Regions from separate parts of the Sus scrofa genome. Here region 1 is linked to region 2. The links are chromatin contacts, called in public Hi-C maps. All regions are on one chromosome and are shown on one strand. Each heading gives the region's core, a stretch centred on a gene start, on an enhancer-like site or on the middle of the called end of the contact. The rest is flanking DNA. Distances are from core to core; before and after follow the strand shown. Region 1 holds the start of CX3CR1 (CX3C chemokine receptor 1). Region 2 has its middle 37 kb from the start of XIRP1.

Evidence for each region. A called contact is a pair of places that touch in the nucleus more often than the background predicts.
Region 1: a contact with region 2 is called in a Hi-C map of alveolar macrophages, with 1.8 times the contacts expected there. The contact joins the promoter of CX3CR1 here to the enhancer-like site in region 2. A contact is called at or near these places in 5 of 47 Hi-C or Micro-C datasets (alveolar macrophages, blood, brain and 1 more).

Annotation. Positions count from the first base shown.
Region 1 is chr13:23,955,454-23,961,431 of Sscrofa11.1, reverse strand. It overlaps CX3CR1 (CX3C chemokine receptor 1), which reads left to right and starts at 3,865. Exons shown (of 2, transcript XM_003358374.4): 1 at 3,865-4,016. LOC110256576 (a long non-coding RNA gene) reads right to left here. Exons shown (of 3, transcript XR_002338216.1): 3 at 5,935-5,978.
Region 2 is chr13:23,910,746-23,916,273 of Sscrofa11.1, reverse strand. No RefSeq gene overlaps it. Among named protein-coding and RNA genes, the nearest start is that of XIRP1, 37 kb to the right of the region's middle. Within about 2 kb of position 2,808, at least 5 of the 83 cell types and tissues checked have an H3K27ac peak or open chromatin away from gene starts, as enhancers often do. A contact at or near this core is called in alveolar macrophages, where this site is marked.

The DNA.
Region 1 (5,978 bases), core at 2,616-5,115, 44 kb before region 2:
AGGGGCAACCAGCACTTACAGCAACTTGTGTGGAATTACAAGGCACCCCCTACCCCAGGGAGATGCAGCCAGGTTAAGTCGTGAGCTTGGCCTGGAGCTTAGTCTAGACCTCAGTTCCTTCTGGCAGTGCCTCCATCAAATGCCCCTTGACAGGGCCCTGAGACTGCCCTCACTCATCTTGCCAACACTTTTTTTCTTCCTGAAGAATTGAGGGTAACTCAAATTTTTTTTTCTAAGTTTCCACCTGTTTTATTACCTGTAGATGCTGAAACTGCCCAGGACACCAGGGAAGACAGAATCCAGTTCCTGTCCATCTTTTACAGATGGTGGCTCGAAGTGAGCTACCTGTGTCAGTACAGTGTGGTGAGGAAGACTCAGATTCCAAAGTCAACTGCAGCGCCAGTTGCTGAACTGTGCGCCTTTCTGTGCCTTTGCATCCTTGCTATAAAATGGAAACCATACCAGTGCTGTTTGAGTATTAAACAAGGTAACAACTGTAAAGCGCTTAGCATAGAGCTTGGCACACAGTGAACATTAATAACTAGGATGATGATGATTAAGTTTCACCTGTTATTATCTCTGCATCTCTGTTTTCTTGGTTGTAAAGTGGAGATAATCATGCCTAATGAACTTGCTTTATAGGGTTCTATGAGGTCTACAAGACATGATGAATGTGAAAGCAGGTTGTAAACCTGGGAAGCCCCTTATTAAGTCCAAAAATGACTCCTCAGTTCCACAGCCTAGCTGGGGGGGGTGTCTGAATTTTTTTTTTTCTTTTTCCGGTCACACTGGCAGCATGTGTAATTTCCCAGGCCAAGGATCAAACCTGTGCTACAGGAGTACCACAAGCCATTGCAGTGACAAGGATGGAACTTTAACCCGCCGTGCCACTGGGGACTCCTATGGGAGTCTGATTTTAAACAGCCTTTACAAATTCAGAATTGGGAAGGGGGTGTCTCTAACTCCATCACTGAACGAGGCGAGAACCAGCTTCAGCATTCTTTTCCTGGGTAAACTCTGACTTCAGCTCTATTTTATCATCTCTGCGACCAGCTGAGAACACCCAGTTCGCAAGCCAAGAATTGAGGGTCAAATGAGACTCTGACTATAGCATGCCTGGCACAGAGTCTGCCTGACTCAGGGCTATGGAAGGGACCTTGCTGCCCACACCAGCATCAGCCAGGCCTAGGACAGCAGTTCATGTAGAAACCACAAGGGGGAGCCCAAGGCTTCCATTTAGGAAATGGTTTCCCCCTCCCCAACTCCCCCACCCTGGCCTCCTCCACCTGCCTAACAACCCTGGCCATTGGTTGGTTCCCTCACAAGCTGCTCTCCCAGGGCTAAAAGAAAGCCCTTAGGAGAGTGATGGTTGTCCACCCTGAGGCTTCTCAGAGGCATTGCTCTGGTTGGTAATATGCGGAGAAACAGCCAGACACCACATGTATGTAAATTTCTAAACTGTACCTGCTGAGTGGCCTTGTGTTATTCCTTTAACCGCCTTGGGCCTAGTTCCCTGCCCTGAAAAGGGGCTGGTGCCTGCGGGAAAGCTTTGTAAACCATGGCCTGAGCTGCACATGCCGTCATAGCCATCCTCCTCATTGTTCCCAATCAGTGGGCTCAACCATATGGGATTCCCTAACATAGGAAACAAGGACAGACTCCCCTGTTGGCTGCCTGACCATGAAGTTCCCATCTGACATCAGAGATGCTCAGAGAGGGCAACTCTGCAACAACGAAATGGCTAACCACCCCTGCCACGAAGCGCCATCTGACATGCTTTACATGTGTCATTGCTAACCCTCACAGCAACCTTGCCACATGGATTACTAGCCTGATCGCAGACACTTGGAACAATCCACCACCCAACATTTCAGAAGGGCTTAATTTAAGCTTGCTTCTGGGAGCCACTCAATTCTATAGCAGTGCAACAGCAGAGGCCTTATTCCTAGATAAATTAGTCTCCTGGCATACGGTAGCAATGCTCTTTTTCAATATGTGATTCATTTTCTCAATTTTTCTTGTTGAGTGTGACTCCAGGATGAATGTAGTTTCCAACCCACATGCAATGCTTTAGATCCCTGCTGGGTTATCCTGGGGACAGGAGCAGGCTCACCATCACTTTGAAGGGCTTTGAAGGGGGTAGGCAATCCAACTCAGGGAATAATTTCTTAAGGAGGGCTTTAACTACTTTAGAGGATTTTTCTGTCCAGGTGGAATACACATCCACCCATCCAGAAGAAACGTCCACAAACACTAACAAGCATCTGAAGTTTCCTGCAGCTCAAGGCATTTGAGTAAAGTCTATCTGCCAGTCCCAGTGGGGCAGGCTCCTCTATATTGAATTTCCCTGGGGGTGGGGGAATCCAGCAGTAGTCTTGGATTATTTTTAGCACAAATTCTAGCCTGGCCAAGAAGATAGCCTGACACTGAGGCCAGGGGAAGACTGAGAAAGGAAACTGGGCAGTGGACTTCCTCAAATGCCAGCAGGTCACCCAGCTTGGGGCACTGCTGTCCCACTCACAGCTGGTCCTGGCTGGAGAGTCTGTGTTGGGGATGAGGAGCGGTATGTGGGGGCGGGGGGACGGGGAGCTTGCAGTTCAGTCCTCCCCTTAGGACCACAGTGACTAGAGCCAGGGTTGTGCTGGGCACAGGTGGTGAGAAGGGCAGTGAGGAGCCAGGGAAGGCCTGGGGGGGGTGTCATCAACCACTCAATAAACACATGTACTGAGGGCCTACCTATTCCAGACACTGGCTAGGCCCTGGGAAGGGGTGACCAGGAGGAGTCTTGGCCTTGAATGTGACTCGGGCAGGTAAGGAAGTGGTAGGAAAGCAGTGTGGCCATGGTGGTTGAGATTCTAGTTCCAGTCAGAGAACCATTTGGCCAGGGTTGGGGGAAGGATCACAGCCTGGAAATCAGGACCCAACTGGGTGGCACATCCCACTGGAGCAGCCTGGACCACTGCCCATCAGATACACAACATGGGCTTAACTGCAGGGTACAGGGAACCACAAAGAGCCTTAAAGGAGGGAGTTGAGGGGAAACATGCTATTGAGTGCCCACCAGGTGCCAGGCACTCTGTAGGTGCTTTCTGTGCCAATGCCTCTCAAACTCAATATGTTGACCATCTCCTAAGAACGTCATTAAAATGCAGTCTCTATATTCCCTATCTTGTAATAACCTATAGAGGAAAATAATCTGAAAAAGAATACATATATGCATAACTGAATCACTTTGCTGTATACCTGAAACACTATAAATCAACTATACTTCAATAAATAAAATTTTTTGTTTTTATAAAACAATATAGGCATACCTTAGAAATATCGTGGGTTTGGTCCCAGACCACCGCAATAAAGCAGATGTCATAATAAAGCGAGTCACATGGGAAAAAAAAATAAAGATACATAGAGGTGAATTTTCTTTATCATGAATAAAATCTATAAGGCATCGAAAAGGAAAAAAAAAAAAGCAGAGTCTTACTTCAAGAGGCCTAGGGCAGGGTCTGACGTGCTACATTTCTGATAAGTTCCCAGCTGGGACCACACTCTGAAGAGAAAATCTGTAGCTCAGCAAACCTGCACCCCAGTGAGTATTATGGGCTCCCTTTTACTGGCAGGAAAACTGAGGCTCAGTTCCTGGGCTTTCTTGAAGCATATCATTAAGGAGAGCTGCACTGTTCCCTGCCCTCCACTCACATTGGGGTAGGGGTAGATAACACAGCCCCCAAGCTATCACTCCCTCCAAACCCCTCCTGGTCTGTCCCCAGGCTTGTGTGTGCCCCTAGGCTCCCAGGTTTGTGAATTCAGACCCTCCTGTCTCAGCTGGCCTCTAGCCTGGAGCTTCTGAACTTGCGTGGGCAGCATCTAAACATAGTCTACCTCACAGGAAACCAGACACTATTGGCTAACTTTGCAAATAAGGAGGGAGGGAAAGGGAAATACTCTCTGGTAGAGTCTTCGCAGGACAGGGTGGCGGATTGGCACATCCAGAAGTTCCCTCCCCAGGTCCAGCCCAGGTAAGAGAAGAGGATGTGGTTAGCACCTGAGGGTGCCCTGTGGGTGCCAGGTGGGGGAGGCACTTTGGTCAGAGGTCAAAGTGGGTTAAAGAGGCTGGTTTGCTTCACATCCTAACAAGCGATACCATTTTCCTGAGGATACTGCAACCTAAATGTCCAAGGGGCTTGGGAGAAGTGGGGAGAGGACAGTGGGTAATTAGATCATTTATGATCTGCTCAATGTGATGCAATATGATTAAAAGCATTAGTAATTACATTTCAGGGACATGGAGAAATGCTCATTTTAAAAAAGCATCACTTAAAATTGTATCAGGGAGTTCCCATCCTGGCTCAGCAGAAATGAATCTGCCTAGTATCCAAGAGGACGCAGGTTCAAGCCCTGGCCTCGCTCAGTGGGTTAAGAATATGGTATTGCCATGAACTGTGGTGTAGGTTACAGACTCCACTTGGATCTGGCATTGCTGTGGCTGTGGCACAGGCAGGTGGATACATTCTGATTCAGCCCTAACCTGGGAACTTCCATACGCCATGGATGCAGCCCTAAAAAAGACAAAATAAAATAAAATTGTATCAGATTTCCCTGGTGGCTCAGAGGTTTAAGGATCCAGCGTTGTCACTGTAGTGGCTCAGGTTGCACTATGGCATGGGTTCAGTCCCTGGCCTGGGAACTTCCACATGCCACAGGTATAGACAAAATAATAATAATAACAATAATAATAAAAAAATAAAATTGCATCTGCCCATGATTACATGTAGGATGAATAAACAAGGTCCTACTGTATAGCACAGGGAACTATATTCAATATTGTATAATAAACCATCAGGGAAAGTAATATGAAAAAGAATATACATTAAAAAACTAAATCATGGAGTTCCCGTCATGTCACAGTGGTTAACGAACCCGACTAGGAACCATGAGGTTGCGGGTTCAGTCCTTGCCCTTGCTCAGTGGGTTAAGGATCCGGCATTGCCGTGAGCTGTGGTGTAGGTTGCAGACGCGGCTTGGATCCCGCGTTGCTGTGGCTCTGGCGTAGGCTGATGGCTACAGCTCCGATTCGACCCCTAGCCTGGGAACCTCCATATGCCGCGGGAGCGCCCAAGAAATAGCAAAAAGACAAAAAAAAAAAAAAAAAAAAAAAAAAAAAAAAAAAGCTAAATCACTTTGCTATTCAGCAGAAATCAACACATTGTAAATCTGGTATAAAATAAAATAAATTTTTTTAGAAAGGTAAAATCACATCTGGATGATACTGAGGAATTATTAACTTTTTAAGGTGAGAAATAACATTGAAGTTATTTTTAAATAATTTTATTTTTGTCTTTCTTATTGTTTTAGAGATTCACACTTAGTTAAGTTTATGGGTAAAATGTCATGACATCTGGATTTATTTTAAATAATCCAGTAGGGCATAAAGTGAGGAATAGATAAAATACTGATCATGAGTTGCGAATTATGGAAGCTGGGTGGTGAGTGCGTCGGGGTCCTCTCTGCTTTTTTATGTTCAGGAATTGTATAATAAAATGCTTTTAAAATAGTATTTTCATTTTAGATATAAATATACTCTATATTAATATTAAAAATATGCATAAAGATAGGATGAGAAAGCTAAAAGCTAGCTGTGGTTAGCTCTGGGAAGCCGGATTGTAGATAGTTTTGTGTTTTATCTTTCCTTTCCACGTCATGCTTTTTTGTGCCATCTGCATTTTATATTTCATTTTTTTGTCTGCACCCAGCACATGGAGTTCCTGAGCCAGGGATGGATCAAATACGAGCTGCAGCTACAACTTACGCTGTAGCTGCAGCAATGCCAGATCCTTGACCCACTGAGGGGATAGAACCCACACCTTAGCAGCAACTCAAACCATTGCAGAGACAACGCCAGATTCTTAACCCACTGTAGTACCACAGTGTGAACTGCCCCATCTATATTTTTGTGAGCATCTATTGCATTTATAATGAAA
Region 2 (5,528 bases), core at 1,559-4,058:
CTCTGGAGGAGACAGTTTGGGGGGTGGGGGAATGTGCATGGGCTGTGGGATGGAAATCCTGTGAAATAAGATTGTTATGATCATTATACAACTACAGATGTGATAAATTCATTTGAGTAATAAAAAAATGGAAAAAAAATCAATTATAGAAACATGGATTTATTTACGAACACTCAATTCTAATCCATTGACTCTATGTCTGTCCTTAGGCCAGTACCATATTATCTTGAATATGATTCCTCTGTAAGTTTTGAAGTTTTGAAATATCAAAGTGTGAGTTTTCCAACTTTTTATTCTTTTTCAAGATTGTTTTGGCTATTGTGTGTTTCCTGAGTTTCCACATGAATTTTAGGATCAGCTTGTCAATTTCTACAAAGAAGCCAGATGGGATTCTGATAGGGACTACATTAAATGTATAGATCAATTTGGGAAGTATTGCTATCTTAACAATATTCAGTCTTCTGATCTATGCACATGGGATGTTTTTCCATTTTTGTAGATCTTTAATTTCTTTCAACAATATTTTGTAGTTTCAGAATATAAGTTTTGCACTTCCTTTGTTAAATCTATTCCTAAGTGTTTATCATGTTGGGCTAATTTCCTAATTTAATTTTGGGATTATTACAAATGTATATATATATATTTTTTTTTTTCTTTTTAGGGCCACACTTGAGGCATATGGAAGTTCCCAGGCTAAGGATCAAATCAGAGTTATAGCCCCTGGCCTACACTACAGTCACACAGGGTCCAAGTTGCATCTGCGAGCTACACTAGAGCTCATGGCAACAACGGATCCTTAACCCACTGAGGAAGGCCAGAGATCAAACCTGAGTCCTCATGAATACTAGTCAGATTTGTTTCCATTGAGCCACAATGGGAACTCCCAAATGTATAGATTTATATCTTGCAATCTTGCTGAACTCGTATCTTACAACCTTGCTGAATTCATTAATTAGCTCTAATAGTTTTTTAGGATTTCTTAGGATTTTCTGTATACAAGATCATGGTATCTAGAAATAGAGATAATTTTACTTCTTCCTTTCCAATCTCAATGCCTTTTTTTTTTTTCTGTCTGTCTTTTTAGGGTCGCTCCTGCAGCATATGCTGGTTCCCAGGCTAGGGGTCCAATCGGAGCTGTAGCCTCTGGCCACAGCCACAGCCATAGCCACAGCCACGCAGGATCCGAACCATGTCTTTGACCTACACCACAGTCACGGCAATGACCAATCCTTAAACCACTGAGCGAGGCCAGGAATTGAACCCGCATCCTCATGGATCCTAGTCAGGTTTGTTAACCACTGAGCCACAACAGGAACTCCTCAATGCCTTTTACTTCACTTTCTTGCCTAACTTATATTTTAACAACTTCCTCTGGCTGCCTTATTGAGAATATACCAAATCAGGGTCAAAGTGGAACAAGAGTCCAGGTAAAAAAGATTCTGCCTTGGACCAGGTGGCAGCAAAAGAAAGGTCACAAAGTGCTTCAGGATGTTACTTTTTTGTTCTTCTATCCTTCATTTCTTCTTTGTCTTACTGGCTGTCTTAGCAATTTTGGGGGGGGGGGCTCAACCAGCTACAAAGACAGTAACAACTTTTAAAAAATTCTTGTGTGGTTAAAAAAAAAAAAAAAAAAAAAAGTTGTGCATGAAGGAAGCAGGCAACAGACAGGAAACGAAGAAACCCAAATCCTGCAAGTCCAATTTCTGCAAGAACAGGCCATACAAGACTGGTTGGACTGAAAGCCTATTTTTATGAGAAAAGAGAAGTATTCATCACCAGGTCTGAGAAATTCTGCAACCCTCAGCAGTCAGCTAAAGATAACCAGGGCAAGAAGCTCTGTGCTCATACTTAGGGGGCCCTCAGCATCCTGGGTACACAGGATAATTCAGGCTTCTCCAGGGAATTGGCTGTCCCAAGCTACAAGATCCTTCACTTTAAGGAAACTAGCTTAACCAGACTTCCTCAGGAAATTACTTCTCCCTGAAGGTAGCAATGAAGGGGAAATCTCCATCAGCCCCCCTCACCCAAACCCTCCAAGCCAGACACCATCTCTCCCTCCTGGTGGACAGCACCCTGTTCTACTCTGGGCTGGGCCTTGGGTGAGACAAGGGAAGTACCCAGGGCACTGGCACAACTCTGAGAGTGAGGGCCTCCTCAAATTGTGCATCCTAGGCCCCTCACTTAATCCCAGCTATGCCACTGACAGGCCATGTAGATGAGGACAATGATGGGTCTCAGTTTATTCATCTGAGTCTCAGTTTATTCATCTGAGAAACTGAAGTGCTGGACTTAGATATGTTTTTCCCCATAATGACATGTGAACCCAAACCAATCCTTAATTTTCAGATCCATACAATCTTTTCCAAAGCCCTCATTTCATAAAATCTATAAATCAATGAAAAAGCTGTCCTATGAGATCTTAATGTATGACAAAATGTAGAAGATGTGTTCTCCATACGACTCAATTTTCTTGGAGAAACTGCTTCATCTTATCTCCAGCCCTGCAGCGGCCTCCGCAGGAACTACTATAATTTTGCTCCCCACCCTGACCAAAGATGACTGGACCAGAGGCAGACCCCAGACCCAAGATGAACCAATCTATAGTCTGGATTGAGACAATCAGATCATCCTCTCAAAACATAGGCATTGTAGAGACTCTATAGCTAATAAGAAGTGCAGTCCAGTGGTAAAGTCAGACCAACAGGCTTGCAATGCAGCCCTTGTGCAAAGAGAGGAAGCTGTCGGAAGGAAGGAGAAGCAAAGAGAAGCAGCAGGATGAGTAAGTCCTGTGGCTCATGAGAGATGAGAAACTGCTCAGCTCTTGAGAGATGGAGAACACCCTCATATTTGACTTTCCTATGCAAGTGCCAACATGGAGCATGAACTATCCTTGCATTCTTGAGTCGTGTCCTGACACAAACCACAGATAGAGGAACTGTAACTAAAGCAGAAGAAAGGACAGATTACTTAACAAATATAACTGAATGCTATGCTTGGGAGGAGGCTGAAAGAGATTCCAGCCTCATACTGTAAAGAAAAATTTCCAGAAGGATTTTTTAAAAAATAATGTTTAAAAAGACAAATTTGGAGTTCCCACTGTGGTGCAAAGGGATCTGCAGCATCTTGGGAGCTCAGGTTCGATCCCTGGCCAGGCACAGTGGGTTAAGGATCCAGCCTTGCTGCAGCTTCAGCTTAGGTCATGACTGTGGCTCAGATCTGATCCCTGGCCAGGAACTCCATATGCCACAGGGCAGCCAAAAGGGACTATAAATAGATAGATAGATAGATAGATAGATAGATAGATAGATAGATAGATAAGGCAGACAAAATATTTTTTAAAAATAAATAGATAAAAATAAAAATAGGGGAGTTCCCATCGTGGCGCAGTGGTTAACGAATCCGACTAGGAACCATGAAGTTGCGGGTTCGGTCCCTGCCCTTGCTCAGTGGGTTAACGATCCGGCGTTGCCGTGAGCTGTGGTGTAGGTTGCAGACGCGGCTCGGATCCTGCGTTGCTGTGGCTCTGGCGTAGGCCGGTGGCTACAGCTCCGATTGGACCCCTAGTCTGGGAACCTCCATATGCCGTGGGAGCGGCCCAAGAAATAGCAAAAAGACAAATAAAATAAAATAAAATAAAATAAAATAATAATAAAAATAGGAGTTCCCATTATGGCTCAGTGGTTAGCAAACCCAGCTAGCATCCATGAGGACTCAGGTTCAATCCCTGGCCTTACTCAGTGGGTTGAGTATCTGGTGTTGCTGTGAGCTGTGGTGTAGGTCGCAGATTCGGCTTGGATCCCACGTTGCTGTGTCTCTGGCATAGGCCAGAGGCTACAGCTCCAATTTGACCCATGGCCTGGGAACCTCCATATGCTGTGGGTGTGGTTCTAAAAAGACAAAAAAAGACCAAATAAATAAGTAAAAATAAATAAAAAGACAACTTTAAAAAGTGCATATTCCTTCCTTCCCTCCTTCCTAAATTAGTTTTCTCTTCCTTTCCCTTCTCTTTCCTTCCTTCCACTTCTCTTCAGAGTGAAAGTGGCCACAAAGGTAGCAGCAAAGGCTCTCTTCTTGTGAGCCAAGGAGGTGATCAGCATGGTAGAGCCATTACTTACGGAGAGATTAAGTACAGAAATAACCATACTGGAGATAATGCAAGAAGGTTTTCTTGTTGACAGCTGACAGAAGGAAGTTATACAGAAGGAAAGAGGAAAGGCTGGAAATAACCCTAAGGTATCTATAGATTTTGAGGTACCAGTACAAATCCATGGCCTTTAAAATGTACATGGCAAAATGTAGAGTTACAGTTTATGTCGAATACACACACACACACACATACACACTATACACAGGTATTTGTACACAAACGTTCCACCTCTGTATGCTGAGGAGGCCTGCAAAAGGATGACACTCCAGAAGCAATAAACAACAAAATACCAGGTTTTAGTTTCCAAATGAGTTCCACTCTCAAACTCCTAGGAGAAATATCTAATGCAATACCAAGGCTGAGGCAGGGAAATTACAAGATGATCCTGGAACATTTTCTTATGATAGAAAGTAAAGAATTGCTCAAAAAATTATGAGGACACAGGAAAAGGTCACAGAATCCACTTTTGATGAGGCTCTCCTATTAGTCAAATCTGGCACGATTTGATATAATAATAATAATAATGATGATAATGGATTAAATTTACTGAATAAAATAGAAATCCATGAGCCTACAGTGACATAAGTACATGAAGGAAAAGGGATAGCTCTTCCTTACAGAAGAATGTCAACTAATAAATGTAACAGGAATGATGGTGACAGAGAATGGCCATTTGATCACCACCACAACGGTGGTTAATTCAGGCAAGAATCATCAATGTCTGCTAAGTCAAAGAATGGAGTTTAATGAAATGTAGGATGTTGGCATACTTTGAGAGTACCTTCCCACAAAATACTCATCAATTACAAAGAGGAAAATAATGAGAGTGTGGAGAAACCTAGCCAACACAAAACTGAGTGATGGCAATGAACATGACCAGCACTAGGACAGGGACCCATCATGAGCCTCCAGATGCAGTGAGTGAGAGGACAGCATCACTTCTATACGTTCCTCCCTAGAATGCATGTCCGAGTCCCATCCTGAGGTAACACTGATAAAACCAGGCTGAGCTTTATCCTACAGAATGAAAGGCCTGTTACTCCTTCAAACTATCAAGGTGGAAGTTCCCTTGTGGGACAGCGGGTTAAGGACCTGACTGTGGTGCAGGCTGCAACAGCGGTGCAGTTCCCAGCCCTGGCCTGGGAATTTCCACATGCCAAAGGCATGGTCAAAACAAAAGAAAAAATGATTAAGGTTGTAGAGATAGAGCGAGACTAAGATTGTCTGTCCCAGATGGAAGGAGAGACTATTAAGTGCAAAGTGTGATCATGGACCAAACAGGAAAAAGACATTGTTGGGATAAATTGTAAAATCTGAATAAAGTCTTTGGATAGGGCATTAGTGTTAAACCAGTGCTCATTTTTGATTTCCTGATTTGGAG